Regions from separate parts of the Ovis aries genome. Here region 2 is linked to region 1. Evidence: chromatin contacts called from public Hi-C data. All regions are on one chromosome and are shown on one strand. Each heading gives the region's core, a stretch centred on a gene start, on an enhancer-like site or on the middle of the called end of the contact. The rest is flanking DNA. Distances are from core to core; before and after follow the strand shown.

What was found. A called contact is a pair of places that touch in the nucleus more often than the background predicts.
Region 2: a contact with region 1 is called in a Hi-C map of liver, with 2.2 times the contacts expected there. The contact joins two enhancer-like sites. A contact is called at or near these places in 2 of 16 Hi-C or Micro-C datasets (liver and tail adipose tissue).

The regions. Positions count from the first base shown.
Region 1 is chr25:26,413,929-26,419,138 of ARS-UI_Ramb_v3.0, reverse strand. No RefSeq gene overlaps it. Among named protein-coding and RNA genes, the nearest start is that of PCBD1, 110 kb to the right of the region's middle. Within about 2 kb of position 3,153, at least 5 of the 54 cell types and tissues checked have an H3K27ac peak or open chromatin away from gene starts, as enhancers often do. A contact at or near this core is called in liver, where this site is marked.
Region 2 is chr25:26,666,666-26,671,875 of ARS-UI_Ramb_v3.0, reverse strand. It overlaps UNC5B (unc-5 netrin receptor B), which reads right to left. Exons shown (of 16, transcript XM_027962423.3): 8 at 3,467-3,661; 9 at 2,630-3,019; 10 at 1,908-1,995; 11 at 1,091-1,259; 12 at 724-957. LOC132658640 (a long non-coding RNA gene) reads left to right here. Exons shown (of 3, transcript XR_009598528.1): 3 at 1-729. Among named protein-coding and RNA genes, the nearest start is that of SLC29A3, 20 kb to the left of the region's middle. Within about 2 kb of position 2,930, at least 1 of the 54 cell types and tissues checked has an H3K27ac peak or open chromatin away from gene starts, as enhancers often do. A contact at or near this core is called in liver, where this site is marked.

The DNA.
Region 1 (5,210 bases), core at 1,904-4,403:
CGCTTCCCCTGCACTTAGCCTCCCTTCCCTCTGGAGGGCCTGGGCCCCCAGCTTCATGAGCCACACTAAGAAGCCCCAGTGAGCAAAGGGCGAACCTGGCTTGGGAGCCAGACCCAAGGCTGAAATCCTGCTCTGCATGTCTGTGCTGTGGTGCTTGAGCAAGTCACTCCCTCGTAGCAGAGCCTCGGTTTCTTCACCTGGCAAATTAAATTGTATGTCGCATGACATTTGTAAGAATTAAATATGTGCTTAAGGCAGTTACACCAGTGTCTGCCACATCACAGCATGCACTCACGGCAGAATTATTGCGATGAGAGGATCCCCACCTCCCTCTGGCACTCAGAAACTGCACCCTCACCTCCAGAGCTGTCACTAGCCAAACCCCCCCCATTAGAACTGGGGCAGAGAAGCCCTGGAGGACACTAGATGCCAGAACAGCCCTCCCTGCCCAGGGAGAGCAGGAAGACCGCCTCTTGGGCTATGGGCTAATTAATTGTACTGGGCTGACAGCAGAGAGGGGCTGAGCATTTTGCCGAGGAGTCCAGAGCAATGATGGAATAATGGGCTCTAATGCACTGGTCTTCTCCGGGGACCTGTCTTTCATCCCCAACAAAACTAATTAATGACAGCAATAAATAAACCAATCCAGCCCTCACTGCCCAGAGCAGCCAGGGCTCTTCGAGAAAAGCCTGTTGCTGGCCAGCCCAGGAAGTGCTGAGGCCCGGATTCCTCTGTGTAGGTGGGGTGAGCGCCTTATGATGTCATGCGGGGTAGGGCAAGAGGGATCAGGACCAAGAGATCCATTCCATCCCAGGCTAAAAATCAGGCAGTTGTGAGTTCTAATCTCAGACTAGCTGCCATGTCACCGTGTGACCTTGTCAGGCTGTTCTACTTCTCTGAGGCTGGGGCAGTAGCCCCATTTGGGTAAAATGTGTGTAGCCTGTAAGCCAGGGTCACATTTCCTTTTATTTAGAAAGTGAAATAAGGCCAGATGTCACAGAAAGGATGTCCCACCCATAGGCCTCAAATTGGTTAATGTTGTAATACAAAAAGCACTAATGTCAGTGATTTTAAACTTGCATTGGAATAATCCCCTGCAAGAACACAGAGAACAGACTGTGGACACAGTGGGGGGAGGAAAGGCCGGGATGAATAGAGGGAGCACTGAGACGTAAATATTACCATGTGTAAAACAGACAGCCAGTGGGAATTTGCTGTATGATGCAGAGAGCTCACCCCAGTGCTCTGTGAGCTCACCCCGCCCCACAGCCTAGAGGGGTTGGACGGGGTGGGAGGTGGGAGGGATGTTCAAGAGTGAGGGGGCGTATGTACACCTGTGGCTGATTCATGTTGATGTAAGGCAGAAACCATCACAACACTGTAAAGCAATTATCCTCCACTTAAAAACAAACAAGTTAAATGCTAAATCCCCTGCAACGCTTAATGAAACCCAGACTATGGCCCACTCCCAGGGTTCTGGAGTCAGTGAGGCCTAAGAATTTGTCTTTTCAACAGGGGATGCTGAGGGTGCTGATCAGGGACCCCACAATTTGAACCCATACTCTAGACTGAATGCCAAAGGCTTGGCGTCTCACCCTGCCTCCACTTCTGTCTAGCTTGGGATCCTTCACTTCCCCTCTCAGGGCCTCAGTTTCTCCGTCTGTGCACGTGAGTGCATGTGTGTAGGGAGACAGACTCCTTACGACCCTGGGGTCTCTGCTCTGCCTTTGGAGACAGCTCAGGACCTCCCACGTGGCCTGTGACTCAGAGCCACCCTCTGTGCACGTCTTAGCCCTCTTGGGCTGAACTGACTCAAAGCAGAGAAAGATCATGAAAGAACCTGCATCATTTCAGAAACCCCCATTTATAGTGAACCACATGTCCCAGGAGATGGCAGCACCCCCCAGTCAGTGTGGGGGTCCTTGCTTCTCCGCACATACTCACCTAGTAGTCCCTGCCTCTTCTTGCAAAGCTCCACTAACAGGGAGCTCACTCTCTCCCATGGCAGGGCACTCTATCCTAAGGTCATAAGAAACTTTTTTTGTTTGTTTCTAGTACAAGTTCAAATATGCTTCCCCATGATGGATTCTCTTGACCACCCCCTCCTGGGTCTCAGTTTCCCCAAAGGTCCCTTTCATCTTTGCTATTATAATACCTGCACTGGAAGTCTCTACCACTCATTGTTGGGCGACCTTAGGAAAGCCAGTGTAAGCTCTGAGCCAGTGTTTCCCCCTCTGTAGAATGAGCAAAAATGAGATAAAGAAGTGAGAATCTAGAGTTCAGTGTAATGTAAAATGCTCTAATTACTATCGTTGGCCATGTGGCTCTGCCTGGAGTTTGACTGGGAATTCCATTTCTGGGTGAGTTGACTTTTGCTGAGGCCTTCTTGTCTGCAAGTGAGAATGACCAGCCCCCTTCCTGATTATGGGGCATTTTAAATCATAAGCACCCTCCTCTCTGTTGGGACTTGCACCTGACTCCCTTGGAGTCTGTAGCCAGTGCTTTGGAGCAGCCCCCCATCAGGTCTTCTTCCAGGAGTGCTGGAGGCCAAGACCTGGGGTGTCCGCTGATGGGAGGTTGCACACAGTGATGTGAGTGGTGGCTCCACTTCCCTGAGCAGCAGGTTAGTACCTTGGGCCTGGCCCAGGACCTCACCAGTGTCTCAGCCCGGCAGCAGGTCCAACAGAAACTCCACCTTCCTCTAGGTACTGTCAGGATCCTACCTACAGGCAGCAGAGATACACACTGACTGAGCAGAAATAGGATCTACTGAATGGATACTGGCATCACAGAATCTCTGGGAAGGACTAGAAAACACAGACTGTAGGCCAAGCCACCATGCCACCAAACCCGTCTGGGGAGCGCATTGCCACAGAGCACAAGAGGTCACCCAGCGCTCTGCCCCCAGGCCAGAGAACTGTGTGTCCTTGCCTACTGCCCGCACCACCCTAGACACTCATGTAACTGCCCTGTGGCCCCTGCCCACCACCAGAATGGTGTTCCTGGAGTCTTGCTAATGTGTCTCTGGCCCGCCTCAAAGGCAGACCTCAGCTCATGGGTCTGTGCCTGAGCTGCAAGGGAGGATAGGAAAGTGACAAGCTGGGGTTTTTAGCTTCTGTAATAGTGGACAGGCTCTGCCTTCCACCAAGAGTGGGAAGTCTTCCAAATACAGAAAGAGGGTTCAGATCTGGGTCAGGGAAAACATGCTAGTGGCCACTCCCATTCCGTGCAACCCATCTTTGGCAAGCATTCACGGGCAGCAAGGTCACAGGCAGGAGGCAGATAAAAATAACAGCTCATCCCGAGCACGTACTGTCTGCCAGTTGTTCTTCGGAGGGCTTGTCGTGGAGCATCTCATCAAGGCCTCTCAGTATCCTAAAAGAAAAATACTTATTATTATTATAACCTTCCCCCCATGTCACCAGCAGAACAGAACCAGAGAGGTTGCCCAGCTAGTGAAAAGCAGATTCCAAGCATGAGCTCCGATGTTTGGCTCCTGGGCTTGTGGGGCAGGCGTTCAATGCTCTTCCCCTCGGTCTCACACATGGGAGACTCAGCCAGCATCCTCAGGGAACAGGAAAAGCACATCGCTGAGTACAAGGCAATGGACAGGAACCGCTGAACAGCCAGGGACTTAAGTAGGGAGAGTGTTGGGTTGCTGTGCAGATTTAATACCGTGGGGGATGTACAATGACTAGTGCAGGCCACGGCACACAGAAAGTCTTTTTACAAGCGCCAACTGCTATCATCAGCAGCAGCAGCATCTTCCTCATCACTGCCACCATCATAACCCTCACCATCACCACCACCACTGATGCCTTTGTTTATTCTGGCCCTTCCTCCTGGACAGCTCTTTGCTTCTTTCTCGTTTACAAAGGGGAGTAAGTGAGCATGAGTCCTGCTTGCCCTCCACGGCCCGGCTCAGATGCAACCTCCTCCACATAGTCTCCCTGGCGCCCACGGTCAAGGACTGCAGGAAGCCTCCAGTGCCCCTACCTGGCGTGTATGTGTGTGTCCTCTTCTCTCTTGCACCAAACTACAAAACTCTCCATTTCACCGGCCCCTGCTTCCCTCTCACACTGTCTTTACTCCCCTTCATCTACCCCCAACTCCTGTGAGCCACTTTCTGGGTAACCTGGCCTATAGCACGAATGATCAAACAGGAAACACTCAGGCTCCTGAAAAAGTGCTGGGGTTAACCTCTCCTGTCTCCCTGGCCCCCTTTCAGCTGCCTCATAACCTGCGTCCCTTCCAAAAGTCACCATCTACCGAGTTTAATGCACACAGCCATTCCTCTCTTATCCTAGACGAAGGCACAGACCAGACGCCTCACATCTGATTTCGAGTCTGGGTTCTGTCACTTTTGGGACATGTGTTTCCTGAAGAAGTCATTGTCTCTTTGGGAGCCTGAGTTGTCCCTCCACCCACAGGTTGTGAGGATGCAGGGATGGAAGAGTTCTCTGTCCTCTTCTGAGTCTCAGTGTAGGTAGGAGAGGGGTTTGGGCCTTGCTCGCATAGAAGGCTCACATAGAAGCCTCCTCCCTTCTAAATTATAGGTGTTGTGTGGTGGGAAGAGGGTCCTTTAAGGCGGCTTTGCACAGACCAGGCCTTCTTCTTGCCCACAACACTAGCAACAGTCTCTCCTCTGTTTGGCAGTGGCCGGTGGGGCTGGGGGCTGAGGCAGGCCCCATGCAAGGGGTACTTGGCCCTCTGTTACCTGAAAGGCTCAGAGCAAGGGGCTCCCAGCTCTGTTGCCTTCAGCTGAGAGCCTCAGAGCTCTTGGCCCAAGACCCAAGGGGAGGGATATTTACGGCTTAATAACTGGCCTATTGATTCTCATTCATTTGCCGCCAACGGGGCTTTACTGAGGAAGTGAAGGCGAAAGGGCTGTGTTTGTAAATAAGTCTCCAGTTGGCCCTATCACTCAGCCTGCCGGGCTTGCTTCTGGTCATAAAGGTGAGCTGGGTTAATATGGACAATGCTCTCTGCTTAGCCAAGCCCTGACATGTAGCCGCAGGGACACCAGCCCATCCAGGCCAGCCCGTGGGGCCCTCCTGAGCCCACATCCCTTCCCTGTACTCTTCACGGTTAGCAGCGTACTTCCACATCTGTCATCTTTTTTGACTATCTCTTTGAAGGAGGAAGAGAAGGCTTAGTAACCCATTTAACAGATGAGAACACTGAGACTGACAGAGATTAAAGACTTTATT
Region 2 (5,210 bases), core at 1,681-4,180, 250 kb before region 1:
AAACAGAGCTCAGCCCCCTTGCCTGCCTGTTGTCCAGGGTCCAGCGGAAGGCCTGGCTGCAGCCTCCCAGTCTTTTGTCTATCCACCCCCACAATGTAGCTTTCAAGAGAGCACCTGTGAATAAGTGTCCACCAGGTTTCTGCCCTGACCCACTGGATGGCTTCCAAGTTCCTTGGCATGACCCCAAGGCTGTTGGGAGGCGGAGCCCTGCCATCTCTCGAGCCCCGGCTCTCATACCCCAGCACGCTTTGGCACACAGGACACCACACCTGCCTCTGCTTAAACTGTTCTGTCTGCCGGAATGCCCTTCTCCCTTCTCCGCCTGGAGTTCCCACCTGTCCTTGCGAGCTTAGGGCCAAGGTCAGCTCTGAGAAGGCTGTTGGGCAGACCCCCTCCCCAACAACCAAGCCCCGCCAGCCTGCATCCCCAGGCTGATGCTCCCGCAGCCCTGCATCAGTGATGCTCAGGTCTGGCTCCACCTCTAGCCCGCAGCTTGGTGAGGGCTAACTGTGCCCGACTCATCTCTGTATCACGAGGGTCTGATGCCATTTCAATGTTTGAGGAATGAAGGAATGACTGGATGAGGCTGAGGCTGGCAGAGGGTGCCTGGCAGGTGCCATGATCCTGGGGAGGGAGTACTGGAAGGTACCAGGCAGTGGGCTGGCTGTGGGCGAGGCACCTGCAGTGTGTGGGCCTGCGCGGGCGTCCATGGTCTGGCCTTACCTTCAGCGCTACAGGCGTGTCCTCCAGGCAGTAGACTCTGAGGCTGTACTCCAGGGAGGTGCAGAGGGCCGGGGCAAAGATGGCCAGCTGGAGCCGCTTGACTGCCGAGCGGGAGTAAGACTCACCCGTGAACACGTAGGTGCCCAGCTGGTCCAGCAGGATGTGGCAGGACCTGGCCTCCAGCTGGCAGTAGCAGGGAGTATTCAGGGTCTCCTCATCCAGGGTCACCACTTCCTGTAGGGTCACAGAGGGTGGGGGTGAAGTGGTCGGGCTCCCTCCAGCCAAGGCCCTGGAAGGGGTCCATCCAGGTTGGGCCAGGATGAAAGGGGCTTTCAGATCCCAAGGCCCCCCAGCCTTGCCTCCTCACCTCCCAGTGGCCCTGATGGGCCTGGGTCTTGAGCTGGAAAATCCAGTTGCCAGCACTGACTTCTGCACAGTGGGGCACTGTGAGGATGACGGGGCGGCACAGCAGGAGGCCCGTGGGCCCGCAGGTCACTGCAGGGCTCAATACTGTCTGGGTCCCTTCTGAAAGCGGGCTGGGGCGGGGTGGAGGGTGAGAGGGAGGCAGTGAGGAAGCGGGGCTGGGCTCCCCCCTGCCCTGGCTGCTGGGGTGAGAGAAGGCAGTTCTGTATCCCTGGGGCTCCCAGAGTTAAGGAAAAATGGCACAGGCCTTGAAATCGTTTCTAGATTTTTGCTATTACATTGCAACATTCTCATAGCCAAACCTTTGCTCCTATTTTCAAAGATTCTGCACTCTGCAGATGCTGTGGATAGGTACTGCTAAAGAGCCCTCTAGAAAACTGGTACCCATCCACACTCCCACCAACGTGCCATGGGAGGGCCGTGTTCCCACACTCTTGCCAGCATGAAGGTACTATGACATTTGAAAATATCTTTGCAAATTCACAAGCAGGGAAACTTCCAGTGCCTCATAGCTCTTTCTTTACCTCTTCATACAGTTAGGATATTAGCTCTTTGTCATACTGTAGCCAGCTGGTCATCTGGCTTTCAGTTTTATGATTTGTTGAGCTGGTTTTGCATGACTTAAATGGGAACAAACATCGAGCAATGTCTTCCTTGGAGAACTATCTCTGGTCTTGGCACTGGGTTTAGAAGGGGATATACTTGAGCCCAAGGTGGGCAAGCAGCAGGGAGACAGGCTGGGGCTGCGTCTCTCTACTCACAGGGTGTTTTCTGCCTTGTTGATGAGGAGGTACATCTCATAGAACTTGCCCTGGGGGATGGCTCCATTGGGCACCAGCAGGCTGACCCCTAGTGGGAGAGAGAGGTCAGTAGGGAGGGGCTAGAAGGAGTCCAGGACCTTAGCATAGGGGATGAGGGGTTGGCCTCCAGCTCGGAATAGAGAGAGAAAGACATCTTCTGAGATCCTGGTGGTTACCAGCAAGGCATGGGGAGAGTGGCTGGGTACCAGGAAAGGCCCCTGGCCTTTCACTGACCACAGTGGGGCTGTCCAGAGGGACCGCACAGGGGAGGCATTGCAGTGGGATATAGAGATAGGCCAGAGTCCTGGAGGCCGAAGGGGTGGTTCCAGCCCCAGCCTAGCTCAGGGTATGACACGGGGAAACTGTCAACTGCTGGCTGTGCAACCTGAGCTGGGCAGCCCTGTCTTTTTAACAGCACCCTGTGGTTTCTTGACTACATGGCAGTATTCTTTCCCACTTACTCGATAGTGAAATTGAGGTTTATCGAGATTGCCTCCCCTAGCGAGGCAGAGGCAGGCCTGGACCTCAGGTCTTCATTTATCATCACTTTATCCCCTTGGGCCTCACTTCTCATGTCTGTGAAATGGGACCAGGAAGTCCTATTTTTGGCTGGGTGAATGTTGGACTGTCTAGAGGGAAACATGCCAAGGCCAGGCTGACGGGCCAGCAGAGCGGGGACTCACCTGTGCCAGGGATGCTGAGCCTCCCGCCCAGGCAGCCAAAGGTGCTGCTGACACTGCTCCCCGGGTCACGGGGCAGACCCAGGAGCTGCTGGGAGCCGAGGCTGGCACTGCGCAGGTGCAGGAACTGGGTGTCCCGGGAAAAGTCACCAGGGTACGTGCCGGGTGGCAGGACTCCCAGCAGGTCGGCCCCGTCTGCCAGGCCTGGCCCAGAGCCGGTGGTGCTGGAGCTGTAGACCTTGATCTTGAGGTTGGGCAGCGGGTCCAGCAGCGGCGAGTTGGTCATGGGGATCTTGTCGGCTGAGTCCTGCAGGGCGTACTTTGGCCCGCGGTAGATGCTGGCGCTGGCAGTGAGGTCAGGAGGCACGGATGGGTGCAGGAGCTGTGGGTTGTCTGCAGGGCGGGGCCGCAGTCAGACTCAGCCTGAGGTGCCTCCCTGGCCCCATCCCACCCTCTGCTACGGTTGGGGGCCCTTCTTTCACAAAATCCCACCCAGATTCCAGCTCTGAAAGGTTCCACTGCCAGCTGAGGCAGGAAGCTTAGGGACTTGCCCCCTGAGTTATTTTTTCTCTTTCCTGCATCGCTCTTATCCATACTTGTCCAGTGATCTTTATTTAAAAAAACTCATGTACACCTGTGGTGGATTCATGTCAGTGTATGGCAAAACCAATACAGTATTGTCAAAAAATAAAATTTAAATAAAAAAATAAAATAAAAAAAAACTCTAGAGAAACCTCAGGAGGGAGTCAGGCGCCTCTGCTCTGGTCTGGCTCACCTGGCTGCCAAGCCCCCTGGGGACCCTGCCCGCACCCACCACCCCAGGTGTTCCCAGGTCCTCACTGGGCCTTGCAGTCTTGAAGTTGACTGGGTGGAAGCCGCCGGTGAGGGCGGCAGATGAGTCGGTGATGTCGGTGTCAAAGTCCCGGCAGTTGCGGCGGTACACCACCACCGCCACCACTATGAGGACAGCCACCACCACGAAGATGGACACCACGAGGCCTGCATACAGCGCCATGTCCCCCGAGGTCTCCAGGACTGTGGGGACAGGAGGGCTGAGTGAGGGGCAGGGGGCAGAGACCCAGGCCTTGGGGGAGCCAGAGATTCCCTTTGTCCCCGGGAAGAGGCAGGGCCTGGGACAGACTGGCGCTATCCTAGGTTTAAATCTGAGCCCTGCCAGACAGGCTGGTGACCTCAGGCAAGCCTTGAACCTCTCTGAGCATCAGTCTCTATAAGTGTACCAGTCTAAATGCCCCTGCCCCCATGCTCTGCTTCCTTCCCAGTGTAGTAAGGAGAGGCACAGGCACTCTTGGAGTGGATACTCCCAAGAGTGAAGTCACTGCTCTCTGCTCAGGAGGTGACAGGGCCTGTGGCTCAAAATCAGGGGGCCACAGAGTGAGAGTAAACCCAGGGCCTCAGTTGCAGCCTGCAGCAACCTCCGTAGGACCCAAGGTCCTGGTTCCCAGAAATCTCTACAAGTAGCCACTCTGAGCTCACTTCCATTCTGGGCCGAGGACGGGAGGGGGAGGGGAAGCAGGAGGAGAATGAGATGCATGGTGATGGATGGAGAGGAGGGAAGGGAAGGGAGAGCTGGAAGGGAAGGAAGGGGCTCAGGGAGGCAACCCCAGGTTATACTCCCCAACCCAGACAGGCTGCTAGGCTGGAGGACACCCCACTCTGGACGGTGGGCAGGGCAGGCTGCTGCACAGCTAGAATCAGCTCCACACAGCCAGGCAGAGAGGTGTTCTGTCCAACAGAACTTTCTAGGATGATGGCGTATCCCATGTCTACGCTGTTTCCCATGACAGCTGCCAGCCACGTGCGGTTATTAAACAACTAAAATGCGGCTGGCTTGGCTGAGGAAAAGAGTTTTTAGACATATTTATTTTCAGCTAAGATAAATAGAATTTTCAAGCCACACACGTCTAGCGGCTACTACACTGGACAGCGCAGCAGAGCCAAGACAGCTGCCCCCACCCTGCCCCATTTCCTCTGGGAGCTCTGGGAAGCCCCTGTCTACCCTCCCCCAATCCCCAGGGCCCTCAGAGAGGGAGGCCGGCTTTCCTGCCTGAACTGGGGGGAGGCCTGAGCTTCAGCAAGGTGGGGCAGGGCCCTCAGCCCTGAGGTTTGGCTGATTCCACCACCTATTGGACCTCCATCTCTCCTCATTCTTGGGCTCCCTGGGAGAGCTGCCAGAGAAGGTCCCCAGGGCTGGGCTCCCATTTTTCTGGGGGCTCTGCCTCATCACATCATCGCTATCATGGGGGTGGTCACTTGCCTGGTGATTTACAATATCTAATCAGTCACCCGTCTGCCCCCGCTGTGAGCTGCATTCAGGGCCTCACTACCGATTTTATAATTCTGGAATTATTTGGAAATTGTGGCTTAATTACTGCAGGCCAATCTGCCCAAGCTGCAGCACAGCCCCTGGGGGCTGACGCAGGGCAGCGGGTGTCCCAGGGACCTAGGAGGTGTCCGTCGGCTGCTGGAGGGAGCGGTGAGAGGCACTGGGAGGGGTAAGTGTGGGCCTGCCTGCCAGCCCCACCCCGGCAGAGGAGAACCGAGGGGTGGGGCTAGGAGCAGCTCT